Linked DNA regions of Mus musculus: region 2 is linked to region 1. The links are chromatin contacts, called in public HiChIP or PLAC-seq maps. All regions are on one chromosome and are shown on one strand. The core of a region is the stretch at or near the end of the contact, and the rest is flanking DNA. Distances in the headings are between cores, read along the strand shown. Region 1 has its middle 4.5 kb from the start of Gm39607. Region 2 overlaps B3gnt2 (UDP-GlcNAc:betaGal beta-1,3-N-acetylglucosaminyltransferase 2).

Region 1 (5,253 bases), core at 1,564-4,063:
GAAAGAAGGATTGATTTGGGCTTCGGTACTAGAGAGTAAGAGTTCATCCCTGGGAGGTACGTACGGCAGAGGCAGGCGTGGTGACTGGATCAGGAAGCCAAGAGCTCACATCTCCACCACGAGTACGAAAAGGAGCATGAGCTGCAGGTGGGGTGGGCCCGTATAATATCCAATCCTCTCCCAGGGACATACTTCTCTAACAAGGCTTTGTATCTTCAACCTCCCCAAAACAACAGGGGGCCAAGTTCAAATACCTGACAGGATAGTTCTCATCCCAAAACACTACAGCTTTATGAAACAGAAAGAGTTAGCTGGTAGATTATCGTGGGCTGGACTCTAGACACTTGCTGTGTACTTTATGTGTTTAAGTAATTGATTAATTTCATTTTGAGGCAGGGTCTCATGTAGCCCAGGCTAGACTTGAACTCATCATGTGGGTGATCTCATCTCAAGATGGCTTCTTGCTGTGAAGGGTCATCATGACCCAGGTAACTCTTATAAAAGACAGTATTTAATTGGGGGCATTGCTTATAGTTTCGGAGGGTTAGTCCATTATTATCATGGTGGGGAGTGTACAAAGCAGCATGGAGGCAGGCATGGTGCTGGAGCAGTAGTAGATGAGAGCTACAATCTGATCTGTAGGCAGAGAGAGAGAGAGAGAGAGAGAGAGAGAGAGCCCAGAAAGGGCTTTGAAACCTTCAAAGCCCACCCTTAGTGACACTCCTTCTCCAACAAGGCCACACCTCCTAATCCTTGTAATTGTTCTTTAACAGTTCACCTGCTGAGGGCCGAGCTACAGATTCACAAACCTGTTAGGGCCCTTCTCATTCAAATCCCCACTGTGGGTAAGACTGGCCTTGATCTCTCGGTCCTCTTGCCTGGAGCTCCCAGCGCTGGGATTACAAGTGTGTACTACTGCAAGTGGGACGTGTTTAGTTTTATACAGGGTCTCTCTATGTGCTCAGTTGGTCTCCAGTTTCTGGTCCCCTTTCCAGGGCACTCAGCTGATGTCTTCATCTAAATCATCATTGCCTACAGCTACACCTCTACCTCTTGGTGTACAGGGTGGACAGACGGGAAGAAGCCCCCAGAGCACCCTGCAATTGGTTCTTCCTGCATGCCGTTCTGATGGCATTTCTGTACAGTCGGCGATGTCAGTAAGCTCCTAGCCTCTGCCGACCATGCTAGAGAGAACCTTTCACTCCTCTCAGACTCCAGTCACCTGAGGATGTGTGGGTTAAGGGGAGGCACCCTGGTTGGAAGCCCCCAGTTCTCAGTGTGGAGGCAGCATGCTGGGGAAGGCTGCTTGCTGTTTTTAAGCTGAGTAGGTTCCTGGGTGTCAGGGGCTGAGGAAGGATCCTTTAAGGACACTCAGCCTTTCCACCGAGGGAGCTGGCATGAGACAGAAAGGAGAAAGAAGCACAAGTAGGTGGAAGGAAGTAGCTGAAGGCACTTGGCAGGAAGACAGTCACCAAAGCAGTGACCACCCTTGTGCCAAGGAGGAAGGCACAGCCTCAGGCTGCATTTTATATGCCATGGCATGCATGTCCTTATGATGGCTGTCCTGTGGATCATGGGAACAGCTGACCATCATTGGGAAGCAACAGGCTCCTAAGGAAAGTCAAGGTGTCCTTCCTTGAATGGTAGCATCAATGGAAAAATCATCATGGGAACTGCTCTGCAGGAGCTCTCTCTCTCTCTCTCTCTCTCTCTCTCTCTCTCTCACACACACACACACACACACACACACATCTCAGTAATTGCCTTGTTGCTGCATACTCAAGCAGGGATGCATGGAGCCAGGAAACAGAGATTTCCCTCCTAGAGAGGCATGGATATTCTCTCTCTCTCTCTCTCTCTCTCTCTCTCTCTCTCTCTCTCTCTCTCTTCCTCCCCTTTCCTCCTTTCCCTCCCCCCCTCTTCTTTCCTTCCTCTTTGCCACCCCCCCCTCTCAAGACAGGGTCTTACTAGGCAGCCCGGTACTCACTATAGAGACCAGACTGGCCTCGAACTTACAGAGCTCCACCTGTTCTGTGGCTCTCAGTGCTTAGGTTGAAGGCGTGCAGCGCCACACCCAGCCTGGCATGGGAATGCCCAAGAAGTGCAGAATTAACCTGTTCATCGTGGGTTTCTTTATTCACCCTCTGGGCAGTGCATGGAGCTGTGCGATGTTCTTTGGGACTTGGAAGTTGATTTTAATGTTTAAAGTAAAAGGCATCCTTATCTACAACTTATGAGAGACTTGTGAAAAACAGGCGGCAGCAACACAGAAACAAAAGCACCTGGGCTGGTTTGTTTCCTTCATGATCTATGGGTCTCTTCGGAGCCCTAGTAACATCCAACCCAAGGGCGTTGCTTCTGGCGGAGGGTGGGAAATGGAAATTGTCACTTCGTGGGTATGGGGAGGCCGACGTCCTTGACTTTAAGTGACAAACCCAACAGAGAAAGGAATAAACCAAAAGAGAGGAAGACAGCAAAATGGAACAAAGTGGTCAGCAGTGTGCAAACAATCTGTGCTTTGCAGCAAACTTCCTGCAGTGGAGGGCCGTAGTGGAGGCTGGCCACTGAGAGGCGCCTGCAGGTAGAGCCTCCCCCAAAGGAGCCTGTAGGTAGACCCTCCCCCCAAAGGAGCCTGTAGGTAGAGCCTCCCCCAAAGGAGCCTGTAGGTAGACCCTCCACCCCCACCCCCACCCCAGGCAGCCCATGTCTCCCAGGCTGGCCTTGAGAGGGCTTCCAGGCCTTGGCTGAGAAGCCTGTATGGGTCTGGCTGCTTCCTCTTTCTCTGCTACCCCGTGGCCACCTGTGTCTGGTTCGCTCCGCCTCAGTGAGAACCAGGAAAGCCTAGAGACTGAGAAGAGGGCTGACTTCCCAGAACCTCAGGGGTAGAGAGGGGAGGGGTGAGGACATCTTGAACGGGAGCTGCCATTAGCTGAAGAAACGTTCTGTCTTGTGCCTCGCTGTCCTGGTCAGCTCCCAGGATAGGCCGCGCAGCAGGTACTACTTCTGCTTGTCCTCATGGGAAGGGCAGGGTTATTCGCAGACTGGTTAAGGCCTGCCAGGCAAGGACTCTACCTCAAGCTGCTTCAAGGGCCTGTGGTGGTTCGTATTGACTGCCAACTTGACAGAATTGAAGACATCTTGGACAACATCTAGACATTTTTGTGAAGGATTTCCTAGGTAAGTTTAGGTGAGAACACGTACCCTCATGTGGGCTGGGGTCCTGGATTGCATAAGAAGGAGACAGCAAGCTAAGCAAAGGCATCCATTGCTCTCCTTCCTGACTGTGGACGTGATGAGGCCCAGAAGTCTCCTACTGCCTGACCATCCTCGCTAGGTAGATGGTCTCCCCAGGAACTGTGGCCAAAGTTAACCCTCCCGCCCTTACGCTGCATCTGGTAGGTGTTTTGCCACAGCAAGGAGACAAGCAGCTACTCAAGAACATAGTACTCAGCGGACTCCAGGCACAGGGACTGTTGGGTCATGATCCCAGTAATTCACATTGGTGCTTTGTCACCGAGTCCTTGTGTGAGCATCCGTGGGTCCAGGGATCCCTTCTGAGCCCTTCCTCTCTAAAGCTAAAACACACTTCACACTGGCATGAAACCTCATGACTGTGGCTGGCTCACACGGTTCTAGGCCCGCGGTGAGGCAGAGTGTCGCTTTTGTTAGTTCTGTTCTCCACGGAACACATGGGGCATCTCCTTTTCTGGACTGTTTCTCCTGGGATACTGACCCAAGAAAGAACAGTAACAAGCAAGCGTTTACTCCTCTCTGCTGTGTAATTAGCCCTAAATTAAGCCACTCAGTGAGCTGGGATGCTGTTCTGTTGTTTAGGCTGGCTTCGAACTCCTGGACTCAAACAATCCTCTTGCCTCAGGCTCCTACGTAGCTGGGTTGTACACCACGGTGCCTTTTAGGAGTGGCCTGTGTTACATACAGTTTCTGTGTGTGACTGATTCCGGAACCCAGTTTGGCAGCTCTGGTTCAGAGACTCTTAGGAGCTGCAGGTATCTGACTTGACCTGAGGCTGAGCGTGGTACTTTCAAAGGACTGGCTGGTGGGTGGGGCTGGTGGGCGGGGCTGGTGGGCGGGGCTGGCGGGGTGGGGCTGGCTCTTAGTGCAAAGGCCCAGCTCCTAAAGCAGTGCTTCAGTGACTCAGGTTTAAGATTTCCATCAAAAGAGCATGATTGTGGGCCAGGTGCAGGGCAAGGGCAACAGAAGAGGAGGACGCAAGCACGGGAAACGGGAGGTGGGAGGAGGCACTGGGGGAATTGGGCTCGTGATCCCAAGAGGCAAGTGGCTTGGTGGGGACCCACAAAGGGCACTCAGCATGAAGGGATGGAGTAGAACCACTGTCACACCCAGTGAATTCCACAAGGGGGACAGAACTCTAACCCCAGGAGAATCTCAACCGTGTTCAATTGGAGATAGATCAAACATGATTGCCACCATCCTGACCTGATCTCTAAAACAGACAGCACCAGGAACGCATAGAGTGGTGGGTTCTGGAATGAAGGGACAGGAGCCTCTCCTCTCCCCTCCTCTCTTCTTTTTCTCCCTCCCTCCTCCTCCCCATATTTACAATACTGGGGAGTGAACACCCAGACTCCTACGTGCTTAAGCACTTCAGCACACAGTTACAGCCCCAGCCCAGTAATTTCTTCCCAGAGCAGGGTCACTGCATCTAAAGCCTGAGATAGAGCAGACATTTGAAGGTGGCTCTTGGCCCTCCTGAAGAACAGCTCATTCTAAAAGTGAGCGGCACCATTCCTGGACATGAGTTCTGGACTGCATTTAAAGGAGAACGCTAGTAGATCGTAGGTGTTCATCATTCTCGTCTCCTGTTTTAAGGGATGGCTTTGGCTCACAGTTCCAGGTTAGACCCTCCCTCATAGCAGGGAGGTGTGTGTACAGGATCCTGAGGGAACTAATCATGTCACATCTGTCACCAGGCAGGGGACACAAAGGGGCACACACATGCTCAGCTCTCTTTCTCATTTGTAACTAAAGCTTTATTCTACACAACTTGAAACACAGACTCTGACCCCTTTGCCATTGCAGACTGTCCATTGTTCTGGAAACTTATTACTGATTTTCTCTTTTTCTACTTATACAGCCCAGGTCCCACCCAAAATTAACTCAGAGCTTCCCACACTAATTAGTACAATCACAAGAACTTCCTAGAATGCTTAGAGGCCCAGCTCCCCAGTGGTTCCAGATTCTGTCAGGTTAACAATTAACACTAAGTTACCT
Region 2 (5,839 bases), core at 730-3,229, 2.4 Mb before region 1:
TCTACTAGAATATCTACCTCTGTTCTTCTCTCCCTCCCATTACCATCCTGCCCTTTGGCTCTTGTGCCTACCACTCCCCTTAGGGGTGCTGGTGCTGCCTTGCTGTCCCTGGCCATCAGTGTTAGCTTGTTCCCCAGCCTCTGTCTGTTTTAGGCATGTTGGTATTTGTCCGAGTACCTCATTGGTTTTAGAAAGGGAAAGTTGAGGGTCCCGGGAGTGGTCCAGGGTTAAAGTGTACGTTTCATTTGACAGATTCTAGAGGTGGGAAAAAACCGACTCTGTGAGGGGGTGGCATTTGGAAACATAAAGGCAGACGTGGGGAAGTGTGAACCTCAGGCAGATCTGACTGGGTAGAGTTTGGGGTGGTGTCTAAGAGAGACCCAGGGACCAGAGTGTCTGCTAAGGGAAAGCCCAGCAGCAGAGTTGGCCCAGCTCTACCTAAGGGACTGCCATTTGTCCCCATCTTGAGGACTCTGCCTAGGATCCAAAGCTGCCAGTCAGGAGAAAGAGGAGGAGAGTGGTGCTGAAATCATGGTAAGCTGTGTTGGGCTGTAAGTAAGTAGAATGCAAGAACTATGACAGTCTAGCTGGGAAGGGGGTTGTTTGGGAAGGTCAGCGTAGGGCTAGCAGCACCAGCAAGGAGAGCATGTCTGTGACCACCAGAGAGGGCAGAAATTGAGGCCACTGCTTGACCCTGGCCCTAGGGGCCTGTGTCTGCTGTTACTGGAGTGGGACTCTAGGGCAGTAGCCTTGGGGTGGGTAGCATGGCCAACCAGGCCAGTAGAGATTTTATTGATGGTGGTTTTTGACTCTGGGGCTGATGACGAGCATCTTGGTAACTATGGCAACTGGTTAAGGGCAGTATTTCCTGCCCTTCTTGGGAGGGAAAAACAACCAAATAAAACCTTAGGGTTGGCTGGTGAGTATAACTTTCATCCCAGCTCTGAGCAACAGAGGCAAGAAGATCTCTGAGTTTTAGTCCAGCCTGGTCTGCTTGAGACTGTCTTCAGGCTCTCTGAGACCACATTCACACATGGGTTGAACGCATGCTCCAAGTCTGTTCTGTGAAGGTCCTGACATTTTAGGAAGATTCTGTGACCCGTGAACTCCACACTTAAGAGTTCATGTTGAGGATTTTAAGAAATTGCTCTTTGGAATGCACTACATGTGTGTGTGTGTGTGTGTGTGAGAGAGAGAGAGAGAGAGAGAGAGAGAGACAGACAGACAGACAGACCGACAGACGTCTGTCTTGTCCATCCCTGGCTTTTAAGTGCCTGTGCCCTTAAATGAATCCTTTAGGTCTGCTTTAGGTCTGGCCTTAGATTGTCAAGGGAAGCCCAGTGACATTTAAAAATCGAATTATTTGAGTTATTTGTCTAATACAAAAAAAGATCAAAGTGAGTTTATAAACAGATGCTTCCCTCTTAATCTTGGAGCTCTGTAGTGGAAAATTCAACCAAAGATGGGAAATATTTAGAAAAAACAGAAAAAAAAAAACCCCAAACAATAGAAAATGATACAATAAAAGTAACACAAGTTAAAGATACAATGTGACTCTAGCCCTTCACTGTGCTAGTGTGGCAGGCTCTGTAGCACAAGCTGAGTGCCCAGCCATGTTTCAGAGGCATCTTTCTGAGGCCTTGATAGGTACCAGTTGTACCTTGTTTGCTTTGCTTGTTTAAATGAGAGGCAACCATTTTACTATTCTTTGCCACATAAGGAATTACCTCTCTTCAAATGAACTTAAAATATCTCCTATTTTTAACTAAAAATATACTCCTATTTTTAACCGAGTGTTTTCTTTTGAGTTTTTGTTCTCAAGGTTCTGTTGGGTCTTCTGTTAAAAAGGAAAAAAAAAAAAACTCTTTATAATGGAAATTTTCAAATCCGGTAATGTGTTGAAGCCTCGGGCAATCCTGTTCTTGCCCCACCCTACCCATATCCTGTCTGCTGCAGGCTCTAAGCCGAGGGGAGAGGGAAGTGTCCTGGGTAGGGTGAGGCAGATAAATCCCTTCAGCCCTAGAGGGTGGATTGCTGCAGCCCTAGTTCCTATAATAGTAGTACATGCTGGGATTTAGTACTGAGGTGATGGGAATTACTTATTCAAAGAGACTGGGTTTCCAGTCAGTTCCTCAGTGTGCCCATATATTGAATGAATACTAATTTTTCTTGGTGAGTGGCCAGAGAAAGATACATTACTATTTTGAAGGTAAATGTGTTTTAAATCTATGTGCAAATATTTTAAAATTGTAGCCAAGACAGTCCGCAGATACTGTTCAGTAAATTGAAGTCTAAACAACATCCAAGAGGGTAGAGAGGAATTGGAAGTGAGGCCTGAGGGAAAGGGTGGCTTGTTTGTGTCACCCCAGAGCCAGATGTCCTAGGAATAGTCTGGGAGGAGATGGATGGATGGACTCTTACCATAGGGCAGAGGCGACTGGATGCATGGGAAGAGTGATACTTGGTTCTTATTGGTGGGGTGCTAGGGGGGCATCCATCTTTTAGGGCTCTTGAGGTGTGGCATGTAGTCTGCCTCTCTCTGGGCTCAGAGCCAGTCTCAGCTTTCCTGGAGCCATTCTGTTTGGCAAACAGACCTGGGAGGAGAGGTACATTGAGGGGACTAGATCTTCTCTTCTTTTAGAGGGGTGGGCTGCTCTGTGTGGGGCACTAAGAATCAGGAGGTGATTGTACAGTTCCCACAGAGAGCAGGGACTGAGCCTGGCCCTTCATGGATGGGGTAGAACTAAGAAGCAAGAGACCCGTCAAAGGCATTGACAGTAGCACTTCTGGATGGAGGGGGGTCAAGTCCCTGAGAGTGCTCGATGGGATGACTGTCTTCCCTCCATGCCTCTACTCCATACTGCTTCTTGCTGCCTCCTGCTTCTCTCAGAAGTCAGAACCTCAGCCAAGTTTCTGGCCTTAGGGGCCAGTTTCTCCCTAAAGTGAGGGAGGAGACTTGGTAACCATTTTCCTGGCTTATGCATTCTGTGGGCCCTTGATTAGACCTACAGCTGGAAGGAGCACAATGAGGATGTAGGAGTGCCATTTGTTATTTACAATTTTCTACCTAAAGAAAATCTGGGCTAAAATTAACACACCAAGTAATGAGTTCCGTTATCTTTGTCTGTTTTGCCTTGCTAAGTGTGGAGCCCAAGTTCTGGATATTCTAGGCATGTGCTCTGCTACTGCATTGCACCACCAGGCTCTGCTGTGGTTTCCGTGCCCAGGGCTTTGTTTGACCCACACTGACCTTGGATCTACTGTGTAGTGAAGAACTTCTGTTCTTCCAGTTTCTACTCCTAATGCGACCATAAGCATGTGTGGTGCTAAGGATCAAATCCAGGGCTTCTGGCAGCCTAGGCAAGCACTCATCTAGCTGGGTCACATTCCCAGTTCTCACGCCTGTTTGTAGAAGAGTCAGGTAGCTGTCCTTTAAGAGACTGTAATACAGTAAGTCTAGGAGTTGTGGAGTCTCAGGCTGTGGTCTCTTATTTCCCTTGGTGTCTTCTTCACAGTAATCAAGGACGTGTTCTCTTTTGGGAAAATTTGTTACTGGAAGCCTCTGTCCTAACAGCGGAGAAGTTGAAACTTCCCAAAGCAATTTATTAGGTTACTTAAAATAAACACGGTGTTTGAGATACTCTCGAACTTTATTTCATAGAGCATAGGAATTACCAAATATAGTTAGTTAGAATTGAGAAAGACAGAGTTTGCCCATAGAGTATGTGCTGAGAATAGCTTAGGTTTGTGTTGTTTGTGTGTTTGCTTTAAGGCGGTCTTGTTGGGTAGTCCAGATGTCTTCATACATACTTGTGATTCTCCTGACTCCCCAAGTGATGGGATTATAGGACTATGACACCAGGTCTAACTTTACATAGGTGATTTAAAATTTTTATTTTTAAATTTTTTACTTTGTGTGTGTGCGTGCCACATATGTGTGTGCCCATTGAGGCCAGAAGGCCTGGAGCTGAAGGTACATACAATGTAGCTAAGCCTCTCATGAGATGCTGGGAACTGAACTTGGGTTCTTAGAAGAACAGCCAGTGTTCTTAACCACTGAACCATCTCTCTATCCCTTAATTGAAATTTTTTAGAAGATTTACTTTTAAGTAAGTGTGTGTGTGTGTGTGTGTGTGTGTGTGTGTGTACGTACATACATACACATTTGCTCCTAGGGGTTAAAGAGGACATCAGAGCCCTTGGAGCACACTATGGTCATGATCATTCTAATAGTTACTTAAAGTTTGTCTTCTAACTGTTTTAACTGGCTTTTACTGTATGAATCTATAGAAATGGGTACCCAGCCCCCAGCCTACCTTTACACCAAGATTACCAAGCCAAGATCAGTGGCCTGCTTATTTCCAGAAGCAATTACACCCTTTATATAATGGGATTCTGTTTCTAGTCCAGTACTGTAATCTATGTTTGTGCATTTTTATTAATTTTTAATTGCCTTCTTCCTCCCTTTCCCCATCCCTTGGGCCTGTGTTTGTTTATAGACCTACTTAGTTGTGACTGTTTCCTGAGAGTGTTCTCAGGTAGCTCCACTGTCTTGAGGATGGTACTGGGTAATGTTGTCCTAGTATTAGCAAGTGGGGTATTAAGGAGAAAAGGTTTTTGACAAAACTCACCGTAAAAGAACTGGCAAGTAGCCAGCCAAGGACTAGAGGAGAAATGGTGGCTCATGTATGAATCTATCCAAGGATGATTGTCGCAAGCACTGTTAGAGACTTGATCAGAAAGCGGAAGCTTCCCTAAAAGCTGGGCGTGGTTGGCTGCACCTGCTTGCTACCTCAGCACACTTGGGAGGTAAGTCATGAGGACCAGGACCTCAGGGTTGCCCTTGAGGAAATTGCCCCTGTGTAGGAAATTCACGACCCCTGGTTGAAGACCCAGCCTGAAAAAACGGCAGAAAAGTCTTCCCTTTCTGTCCCCCTGCTTCCTCCTCTGCCCCTGGAGCCCTGTGAGTTTCTTGTCCTCAGCTTTGTTGTCTGTGGAGTGTCAGACTGATTAGAAATAAGAGTTCTGTTGTCCTGTCACACATGTCGTTAGAGAGTGATAAGTCAGATAAATGTGCAGGAGATGCCAAAGGCAGAAGTAATAAAGCTGCCCCAAAGTGGGTGAGGGGAACAAGAGGTTCAACTTCATGGAGCTTTTTCGTTTACTTTGTTACTGAACTAGAATTAATAGACTGTGGAAAAAGACCTTGTCACCAATGATAATTCTCCCTGAAGGTTGACAGTGACATGTTGGTTCTCCCTGTGGGTGACCTCAGCATAGTGAGGCCCTTGCCTCTGGGGACTTTGGTTTTCCTCTGTAAATAAGGAAATCTATATGGTTGCCTGGATTAGAAATCTGTTTCCTTCTGCAGTTGGGCTGCAATCCCGTGGGAAGGCATGTGTGTGTTGTTGAGTGAACAGTTGAGTGCAGTTGTACCTGGTGCTCTACCCGATTGCCTTTTCTGTCTCTGATAGGTTGGTTGCAGGGCAGGGGAGCCTGGGTTGTGGTACTGTTCCCTTCTGTCAGGTTCTGCTACTGGAGGGAGTGGAAGGCTAAAAGTTCTAACAGGATTGCATGAACATGTTTGTGGCGGGGCTAGTTTGAGCCTTTGCCAATCTTTCATTCTGTAGTGGGAATAAGTAACTAATCAAGAGTAACTCGTGAGTCATAAAACACCCAGGGGATTCCAGCCATGGCCTGAATGGTGCTTGTTACCAGACCAGCATTGCTTCAGTACCTCGTTGACCATTTGCTATGGGTCATTTCTTTCTCAATTTGATTTTTTTTTTTTTTTGCTTTTGTTTTATAAAAATCTCAGTCCTTGGTTTTTCTGAGAATT

Evidence for each region. HiChIP or PLAC-seq counts read pairs in DNA pulled down with a chosen protein or histone mark.
Region 2: an H3K27ac HiChIP or PLAC-seq map of large pre-B cells shows a contact between it and region 1, with 4 times the contacts expected there. The contact joins two enhancer-like sites. A contact is called at or near these places in 1 of 39 promoter capture datasets (pre-B cells) and 1 of 115 datasets of contacts at active chromatin or transcription factors (large pre-B cells).

The regions. Positions count from the first base shown.
Region 1 is chr11:20,462,336-20,467,588 of GRCm38.p6, reverse strand. No RefSeq gene overlaps it. Among named protein-coding and RNA genes, the nearest start is that of Gm39607, 4.5 kb to the left of the region's middle. Within about 2 kb of position 2,813, at least 73 of the 459 cell types and tissues checked have an H3K27ac peak or open chromatin away from gene starts, as enhancers often do.
Region 2 is chr11:22,847,696-22,853,534 of GRCm38.p6, reverse strand. All of the region lies in intron 1 of B3gnt2 (UDP-GlcNAc:betaGal beta-1,3-N-acetylglucosaminyltransferase 2), which reads left to right. Among named protein-coding and RNA genes, the nearest start is that of B3gnt2, 9.1 kb to the left of the region's middle. Within about 2 kb of position 1,979, at least 93 of the 459 cell types and tissues checked have an H3K27ac peak or open chromatin away from gene starts, as enhancers often do.